Regions from separate parts of the Manis pentadactyla genome. Here region 2 is linked to region 1. Evidence: chromatin contacts called from public Hi-C data. All regions are on one chromosome and are shown on one strand. The core of a region is the stretch at or near the end of the contact, and the rest is flanking DNA. Distances in the headings are between cores, read along the strand shown. Region 1 holds the start of DYNLT1 (dynein light chain Tctex-type 1). Region 2 holds the start of TULP4 (TUB like protein 4).

The links. Hi-C and Micro-C count contacts between places; a contact is called where the count stands out from the background.
Region 2: a contact with region 1 is called in a Hi-C map of fibroblasts, with 2.2 times the contacts expected there. The contact joins the promoter of TULP4 here to the promoter of DYNLT1 in region 1. A contact is called at or near these places in 2 of 3 Hi-C or Micro-C datasets (fibroblasts and skin fibroblasts).

Annotation. Positions count from the first base shown.
Region 1 is chr12:36,703,201-36,708,215 of mManPen7.hap1, forward strand. DYNLT1 (dynein light chain Tctex-type 1) reads left to right here and starts at 2,586. Exons shown (of 5, transcript XM_036886806.2): 1 at 2,586-2,697. The coding sequence starts at 2,671.
Region 2 is chr12:37,055,898-37,060,912 of mManPen7.hap1, forward strand. It overlaps TULP4 (TUB like protein 4), which reads right to left and starts at 2,015. Exons shown (of 15, transcript XM_036886749.2): 1 at 1,871-2,015.

The sequences.
Region 1 (5,015 bases), core at 1,336-3,835:
GCTGTGACAACGTGTGCGCAGCGGGGATGCCTGCCACTAGGAGCAGCACCTCCCCAGGCAGCCCTCAGGCCACCATGCCCTTTCTGTCCCCTCTCTGTTCATGAGGAGTCAGGCTGCTCCATGAGCCGGGTCCCAGCGTGGGGAAGATACGGGGCACAGCCACGTAGTGCGAGTGGCAAATACATCTTTGCTATTGTCAACCACCAAGACCCTAGAGTAGAGTCATTTGTTTCTGCAACTAACCCATGCTGTCTGATATTGTGTTATTATTTTCATATAAACAGAACTGATAAATTATTTAATAATTACTATACAGCATGGAAATCCATCAGCCAGTAAGAAGAAATGCCAGCTGGAGGCCCCTGCTGTGCCGTGAGTTGCCTCTCAGTGGTTGGATCTTAGGGCTGGGGTTCCAGGGAAGGGGCCGGGGTAGCCAGGACCGGGAGGAAGAGGGGCTCAGAGCAACATCATTACCAGATGGTATTTCAGCCCCACTGTGCCCATGCTTCCCAGCTGACAGCAGACCTAAGTACAGACAGCTCTCAGCTAATTTTGTTAGCTTGTATCTCAGCATAGGACTCTCACTTTATGTATGTGTCGGCCACAAGTTTCTCTTCTTTCCCATTACAACATTACACTCCTCAGGCTTGAGTGTTTCGGCTTGTCATCTGTCATCACCGTCATCACACTGTCATTACTAAGATTGACTTACCATGACTCCACAGTGGATCTCAGTAACACACTCCAAGGCACAGGCAAAGGAAGAAAAACTCCCACACCCACAGGATTGGACTGAGATGGAAGAGGGCTTCAGACCATCAACAACACTGTGAGACCAGACTGTGGTTGTCGGAGTTATGTATTGAGGTGACATGATTATGATTATAGATGCACACTTGCTAAATAAAGGCAGCAGCAGCACCTATCACTATTTCTACAGTCTGTATTTAAGAGAATTGACTCAAAGAAGAAAGCATACAACATCTGCCAACCTATGGCTAACCCCCACAATGGAAAAAAACCCAATATTCACTCCACTGACTTACTGCACAGAAACAACATTATTCTAAAATATGGCTGTTAGATTTATGAGCAGCTATGAGTCAGTGTGTTCATAGGCCAGTACTTCTGATGGACATTCATTCTTGGCAGATCAGGGGTGCTGGAAATGGCAGCTAGTGAACTGTCAAATGCCATAGTGACTTTAAATTCCTTAGCCTTACAGAGTGTACACCAATTGGGCAGAATACCATACCCTATTATTGAGGTCTGCCAAGCACTTCAATATCACTGATCACAGAGAATTCAAATCTTCCTATTTATTGATAATTCGTTTTTAAAAACTCTCCGTGGAGACCATAGCTTAGTCAACTTTGTAGCTTCAGCTCTAGCTCATGGGCTGATGCAAGAGTGCTCGATGCATTGTGTTGAATAGGTGAACAAACATCTGAAAATAGACCAATTTATCCATTTCTAGGGCAGACTCCACATGCCATATGCCACGATCATTTAGCGAATGTTCTTTGATAGTTGAAATTGGACTGTGGTACCCAAATGCATATAAGTTAAAGTCATATACAATTTTTTAAAATTCACATTTACATGTTTTCTGTTGATTTATACACATGCCAGTGATTTTCAGTTATAATGTAACTTAAAGTCTCTGCCTTCCCGACGCACTATCCCAGAAGCCATTCAGGACACTCATTTGAATTAGAAAGTTCCTAAAAAGCTGTGGAGCAATTTATAAAAGATGTTCCAAACCCCGCAGTCTTCCATTGCACATGTTCACTCAGAACCTGTTCACTCTTGCTTTGCACATAATCCTAACACACTTAGCTAGTGGTCAACTCTTCCCGGGGGATGGAAAGTGGGTTTTAGCAACCGGGCTTTGGAGAGGTAAGAAGTGACAACTTGACTTCCAGGGCGTGGTAAAACCAGAAAAAGCAACCCCCAAAGTCAGAGGTCTTAGCCTCAGAGTACATGCAAACAGGTGCACATACCCCAGTCTACCTTGGAAATCACTGTCCCCAAGGCTTGTGCAATTACGAATTTTCATAAAGACCCCTGTATACAAATCACATCACTCAGGTTAAGACAGCCAGGAATTGTGCAGCATTTTACAAAATAGTTCATCCAGAATGTTTTTTTTAATGTTGCTTAAAGAAAAAAAAATCTCATTTATATGGAAAACGTAACCCCAAAGAAGGGTCTCTGTCGGAGCTAAAATTCCCTAATTCTGGATCCCCAGGGGGAGTGTAATCAATATCCCCCACCTCCCATCCTGTTCAGAAATCACTGTATGATTTGTTACGAGGAATCCGAGACCATTTTAACGTTCCAATTAATCCAAGCAGTACAAACTTGAGGGAGGGACCAGGACGACTCTCCCCCTCCGGGACCGGGTTTTGCGGCTTGTTTTAGCTACTGCAGCCCCGGGAGCTGCAGGGCTCCTCCGGCGGGTTCCCACGGAGACCATCTCCCTGACCCCGGAGGAGGAACTAAGCCCGAGTGCCACCCGCCGCCGCGCAGGTCCCGAAGCCGAGGCCCACGCCGAGCCGGGCGGGGGCGGGGCCCTGGAGAGGGCGGGGCCGGAGCGGAGGCGGGGCCTGAGTGCGCTTGCGCAGTGCGCTCTACTCCTGGCGGCCCAGGCAACGCGCCGGAGGGAAGATGGAAGACTTTCAGGCTGCAGAGGAGGTAACCGCCGGGTCGGCGACGGGAGGGCTGCACCGCGAGAGCCCCCGGAGCGGGTGCGCGGCCGCAGCCCAGGGTGTGTGTAGGCGGTCGGGCTGCGTCCGAGCGAGGGCGGGGGCCGTAACCGGCGCAGGCTGGCGGCGCCCCCCGGCCCGGCCTCCTTGGGGCGTTGTCACCCTACCCGGGGGGCGGGGCGTGAAAGGGCCCCCCGCGCGGCGACGCGCGCCCATCTTTCCTCCGGGCGGGGCCTCGCAGCCCGGGACGTCTCCCCACTGCGGCCAGGCCGGGGGCACCACGCCGCGCCTCCCGGTGCCCGCTCAATGCCGGCCTGACCCCTGGCCCCAGATCCCGCCGCCCCGCACCCTGGAGAAGGTGCTCCACGTCTAGGAGTGGCGAAGACTGCCTCGTCTGCTGATATTTTAACTCTAGTCTCCAGAGTGACAGGCGTTTCACGCACTTATGGTGACATCTCAAGTCTCTTCAGGCTGCCTGCAAAATGCAGAAGTGCACAATAGGAGGACCTGCCTTTGTCTTCCGTCCCACACCTTGATCTGCAGGGCGGTGCTCACGCGCACAGTGGCCACCGTCACTTAAATTTCATTTCAGTTTGAGATGTCAGTAAATAGCTCATATTTGTTGGAAAAAGTTAATCTCATTGCTTCAGTGAAGCAGTAGGTAAAGCACACAATTCTTTGCCAAGCAGAAGACATTTATTGTGATAGTGTGCTGTTAAGATGGCTTGCCTTCAAGCTAGCAAGCATTCAGGGAATATAGGTGATGGATGCTGCTATTACAGAAGAATAGTTCCAATTTATTTCTTGCTAAATACTTTTTGTTGAAATTCAAGTAAATTGAATCCTAAGTATTATTCAGCCACGGAAACCACCTCCCGGTGGTTATAAATAAAATTTATGAATTTTGCAAGGATATTTCAACAGTTTTGAAATTTAGTTTAAGCAAGAGTTTTTTGAGGGAAAAAAAATCTAAGGCTTAACGACTGATCCTAGAGTTTCAGTTTTCATCTAATTTCCTAACTAGCCTAAGTTTTCTGTGACAGTGTCACCCTCAGTGTTTAAAGGCTGGTAGCAATCAAGTGAATAATATAGAGAAGATGTGGTTTAGGAGCAGCTAGCACCTGAAAAGCTTTTCCCTGTTAACTTTTTACTAATATAATATTGGAAAAGCTTATATTATAGGAATATTGAGTAAAACTTTAAAAAAGGAAATGGCAATGTAAGAGAAAGCTCTTAATACTGCCATTCTGATTCTGGTTCTAACCAGTGAGGTGGCTGAGTGACTTCATTATTCCAGATTGCAACTGCATGTCTGTGAAATGAAGGGTCTGAACTTAATGGTCTGTTTTACACCAGGGAAAGCCAGGGAGGGTGAGATCATGACTATCTTCCTTCTACTAGGCAGGCCTTAGGTATTTACTAATCCATGCCAGTGCTGACAGCCTCTGAACGAAGCCATTTCTGCATAGCCTCTAATCATGTAGCTAGCTGGACCTTTATAACTCTCAACTTATTTTCATCTTTTCTGTAGAAGTTGAAACTGCCCAGTGGGTTCTGTACAACTGCTCTACTTTCCACTAAGTCCACTGAAATGCCCCACAATTTCTTACACATTTTAACCACCTGGAAAGTCATACAGGGATTTTCCTGTATGGTTTAGGATAATTGGAAGTCCCTAGGTAGGATCCTTTAAACTCCAAGAAATAATTTAATCTCTAAGATACTAAAAATTTTTCATTAACTTGGTGAGCTGGCTTTGTCTCCAAGTATGACTTCTGAGTACAGCAAGTGAGAGGGTTTCAGGCAGGCAGCTTTTGGTCCTCCAGGAAAGCAGGAGTACTGCTGGGAAAGGGCCACAGGGCCCAGCACCCTGGCACATAGGAAAACACTGCCAAAGCGGGGCTCTCAGCCTTTATTCCAGCAGGGTGCACACCGAGGGCCCAGGGCTGCCCTCTGGAAGCTATGTCGAGTGCTAAGTACTGTTCCCAGACCTCAGAATCTTGTACCCATTCCAGTGTACCGTATGTAAAAAGAAAGAGAAAATAAAGCCATTTGGGAACACTGGCACTAAATGATGCTGGCAGACCACCCCCAGCTCATCCTGACACTGGTGAAGACCAGGTGTGCTGGCCACTGGTTGTGTGGCCTTGAAGTAGGTCAGCATTGAGAAAGAAAAATAATTATCAGGAAATAGCTGAATCATTGTAAATTTTACCACTAATGGTGGTACTAAAAAAAGAGAAAAAACCCAGAACACATTAAGTTTCAAGCTGCCTGATCAGTTTACTTCAGGGAAAGTATCAGTTA
Region 2 (5,015 bases), core at 765-3,264, 350 kb after region 1:
TTTCTATTTGAGTGTTAGTGGGGAAAAAAGTGTGAATAACCAAACAGCCACTCTTATAGGGCTATTTGAAAACTAGAAGTTCAATATGATACACCTATTTTCTAAATGAAGAAGTCATTGTTTTAAGATGTACAGTAGTAAATACATTATGTTATTCTTTCTTAGGCACTGGAAGCAATCCTGGCTTACTACTCTTCTCCCATCTGAAAGCTTCACTGGGTTAAAACTGTATGACTCCCTAATTCAGGACCACACACTTTCAACTCCAGAGGCCAACGGTCACCTCCCCCATCAGTTGAAAACAAGGCTACTTTCACAGCCCTTATCAAATTAGAGCACTTAAAATTCTTAAAGGAAATTCACATCCTCTTTCACACAAATTAAGTGCTATTCTTTAAATTGAGGACTAAAACACACTAGATTTGGCTATTCACAATTTATTCATATACTCATTTCCAAGACAGGAAACTATCAAGAAATCAGGCAGAGGATTGAGACCCTCCCAGTCTGACTGTGGCTATCATGGCACAATGCTGAGATCAGCTTCCAAACTGCCCCGCCAGCCCGCTCTTGCTCCCTGGACTGCAGCGTGGCTGTGTGCAAGGTGCCCTGTCACTTCACATCCATCACAGCCTCAAACCCCAGCAATCTGTGCTGCGGGACCTGATGAGCACTCTCCCGGCACACAGCACCATTCCCAGTGGCCTTGCCTGCAAGATCCTACCAAGAAACGGAAACCTGAGACAGAGGCACTAAGAAAGGGACCCCCGCTCCCATCCGGATTTTTACATTCTTCAAAAGCTTAGAAATAAATTACTTAACCTGTGCTTTTTTCTAAAACCTGCCTAGTGGGTATCCCTAAGATGCCGCTGAGCTGCAAAATACGAAGAGCCCCCAAACTGAGAAATACAGGCAACAGCCTCCTGCAAAAGGGAGTGCCTGAGCCCAAGGAGAGAAGCTTAGAAGGCTTTCTGATCGCCACAGCAATCTAGCAGGTAAGTCACATCCAGCCCCGGTAGGACTGTGTCACCCTCATTTCCTTCCACAAAGCGAGATGGCCTTCACATTGCCAACCCTGAAGTGGTGTGACAGGAAAAAGTAGACACCTCTCGCTACTTAACTGCCCAAGCGGGTCAAACTTCAGAACCTGCATCATGTACTCTGTTTTCAAACCCAGGGAAAAGACGAAGGGTTGGTATCCTAAGCGGAATCTTTGTGATTTGCCAGAGGAAACGGCACAGACCAGACAGCAGAAGCGCCAGCATTTCCATGCAGCTGCCACGACAGGTGACCGGGCCGCTTTGCAGACACCCGCTTGCTCGGGGGCTCCACGGCGGTGGGCGGGCAGGAAGGGGAAGAGGGACCCAGACCGAGACGAGAAGGTGGGCAGCCGCGGGGAGGGAAACCCACTCCATCCAGACGCAGGGGAGGAAGAGGAGGGGCGCGGCCCCGGCTCCCTGGGGAAACCGTTTTAAGGGATTTTCTGTCTCCACAATTAAGAAAAAAAAATGGCTCCAAGCCAAACGCCTCCTGATTTACACACACACTCACACACGCACGAACGCACGCACACACACAGCAAGCTCCTCTTTCGCCTCATTTTCTTATACGTGAAACAAAGGGCTAAAACGGCGAGCAGCAGCAAGCGCCGCCCGCAGCCCGGGTCCGCCGCCCGCTCCCCGCCGCGCCCTCGGGAGAGCCCGCCCGAGCCGCCCGCCCGCGCCCAGCAGAGGGGCCTGGCCGGGGCCGGGGGCCCGTGCGCCGCCTCGAGGGGACCGGCGCCTGGCCGGGCCGGGAGGGCGCTCCGGGCGGCGCTCGGCCCTTCGCCTCCCCGCGCGGGGCGGCGACGACAGCTCCCCGCGCCACTCACCTCCGGGCGCCGTGGCGGCGGCCCGCGCTCCTCCGCGCCGCTCCGCCTCCGCCTCCAGCAGCCCCGCGCCGCCGCCGTCGCCGCCGCCGCCGCCGCCTCCCCCCGCGTCTCCGCCGAGTCTCCGCCTCCCTCGGCCGCGGCCGCCGCCGGGCCCGGCTCCGCGCCACGTGACTGCGCCACGTGACCCGGCGCGGCTAGCAGGCACCTCCCCGGCCGGCCTCGCGCCCTCGCGCCCCGGAGACCCGCGCCCCGGCCGCTGACGCCCGCCTGTCCGCCAGCCCGCTCCGGGCCGGGGCCGGGCGCCGCCACCCTCGCCTGGCGCCCTGGCCCGGCCCGAGCTGCTGCCCAGCCGGCCACCTGCTCCCACTCGTGAAGCCCACCCAGCGGACGCTCCATCCCCTGCACACTCCGCGCGCACACGCGAGCGCACACTCGGCTCGCACATGCACGCGTGCACACGCTCATTCACACGCGCGCACACTCAGGTGCACACACGCGGGCACGCACGTCCCGCAGTCCTGGTCTCACGTCCCCATCTACACCGCCTGGGCAACAATGAAAACAAGCAATAACTGGCACAGTTTGAACCCCACTGACCTGAGAAATCCTCCCTACCCGAGAATCTAAGGGTTAGTGTGCTGCCTGCCTTAATTTGAGCCTGCAGTGGTTCTCACATTACGTCTTAAATGAAAGCCCCTAGAAAACACAGATTTGCTTGTACTATGAGCCAATGCAGCTCCCCATGACGCGTCTTTAATGGTGATTTCAAATAAAGTAGCTCTTTTCCAGTTGGTCTTAGGGAGAAAAGACCGACCGGGTAGTATTTTAACTCCGGCAGCCCCGCGCCGCCGCCGTCGCCGCCGCCGCCACCTCCCCCCGCGTCTGGAAAAGAATTCACCGCCTCTTTCCCCCTCTATTAAATTGATGTCCTGCTAGGAACGGAAACTTCGTGCATCCGTCCTTCATTTTCCATCATGTACAAAGAAATAGCACTCCTGATTGTGTGACTATTCACATATGTGTAGTTTTTAAGCATAGAAACGATCAGCATCCTTGCTTGATCTGAAGCGTAAGATACCCTGTATAGTTAAGTAAAGCAGCCACTTTTGCAAGGGTTCAGCACTTTTCTCTCTTTTGCCAATTTGCCAAAATTTTCAGATCAACTTTAAAGAATATCTACTTCTGTGAATTTCTGATTGTCAGAAAGAAAATAAGAGTTGGAGCAAGAGTCCTTAAATTCTGAAATTCCATGCTTGAGATTTCAGAAATGTTGGAAAGTGCTACCTTTACTTTTATTCTACAAAAGGTAATTTTTTAATGGTGATATTTGCCTCATGCATGTATGCCCATAAATATAATGCACTTAATAGACATATTAATATCAGCATTGTTTGGTAACAATATTTTATAAGTGCCCCTCAAATAAATTTTGAAACCTTTGAAAAATAAAACTGCATTTAGGTCTTAAGAGTACCTTAAACATAAAAGACAATCCTCCCTCAATTCAAGGTAATGAGTATTATGCTTCAGCTTAGGGCTCAATATTATGCTAACACTGTGGAGAAAACAAAGGAAATATACAACATGACCTTACCCCCCAAATTTACAACCTCTAAACACAGTTACTTTAAAATATATACTTAACATTTTTTAAACTCTTCCTTTCTCTCTCTCTCTCTCCCTCTCGCTCTTTCTTTCACACACACACACACACACACACACACACACAAACAGGGACCATCAAATTAAGAAAAATCTGACCCTTACTGTCAAGACTTTAAAGAGTTAACAAAAGAATTAAAGATGAAAATATGCAGTTGAAGAAATTCCTTGATGTAACAAATATGACTGAACAGATACCATCAAAACTGAACAACACAGATGCTCTTTCTTCTGCAAAATGAAGAAATATTAATCTTAAGATCACTCTTTCTTAATACTGTAGTTTTCCTTAAGACACATACATATAAATTCTTTTATTCAAGCACCATTGGGCACATGTACAGCCAACTGTCAGCAAAACTGTAAAGGCTCTTAAGTTTGTTTTCTGTCTCTATGGTTCCCCACAGTGTCGGTGGTGCCATGAATGCTCTTTGGAGCAAGCTTCTTCATTGAAGTTTTGTTTCTACCAAAATGAACAAGTGACAAGAACGGTGTGCCTCAGGCTGTTTCTGTAACCATACATTCAAAAAACACTATCTACCTCGCAGGACTGTTGAAAGAATTAAATGAAACACTTTATGTAAAGTACTTCATATAGCACCTGATACATAATAAGTACTCAATAAAAAATAATAGCTCAGGTGTATTACACGCTTACTTGCCATGGGCCAAGCACTGTGCCTTGCTGGTTCTTATTTTACTATTCTTCCTGTTCCCCGTCACTTTCCATCCCCACCCACTTAGGGATCTAGTCTCTCTCTGTGCTTTTCAGGATGAAATGGTCGCCTTAAGACATTTATACTTGAAGATTTATTTACAGCAATCTATGAAATCTATTAAATCTCTTGTGAACCTTCATTTTAGTCCTTTTTTTAAAAAAAAACTTTCTAATTATGAAGTGAAAATGATTGCTTCATATTTAAAAATCTGAGGCAACTGGGAGCCATTAGGAACAAGATTTGGCAATGCGGACCTTTCCACTGGCCTGTAAAATCCCATCGGTCCAATAAATCTCATTTTGTTGTGCTTAAAATACTTGTAAATATTAGAAAATATGGCAACACATTTGAAGAAATAAACTAACCCACAATAGTTAAATGATAATTCCTAGAAGAAAGTCTCTCATGTGACAGTCATCACTGGGACTCTGTTCTGGCCGTCCTTTAGCTCTAGGTTTAATTTTGAGAAAAACTTCTTACCAACCTGACAGAGCTCCCAAAAGTTCTGACAGATATGTGGTCTTTCTTTGAAAGTTATCCTATCCTTACATCCTCCTTGGGTCACACAATTAACTCAGAGCTCATATTGGATCTGATAGGCACCTTGGTAATAAATTGTGGCATAAATATTTTACACTCATCAACATTTGGCTATGCACCTATGAAGGAGTTGAGGGCTAACACAGCAGCCGGGCACCACTGTACTGCTCTAAGGCTGGGCCTGAACACAGGGATCAGGAATCACAGCCCAGCCAGGTACCCTT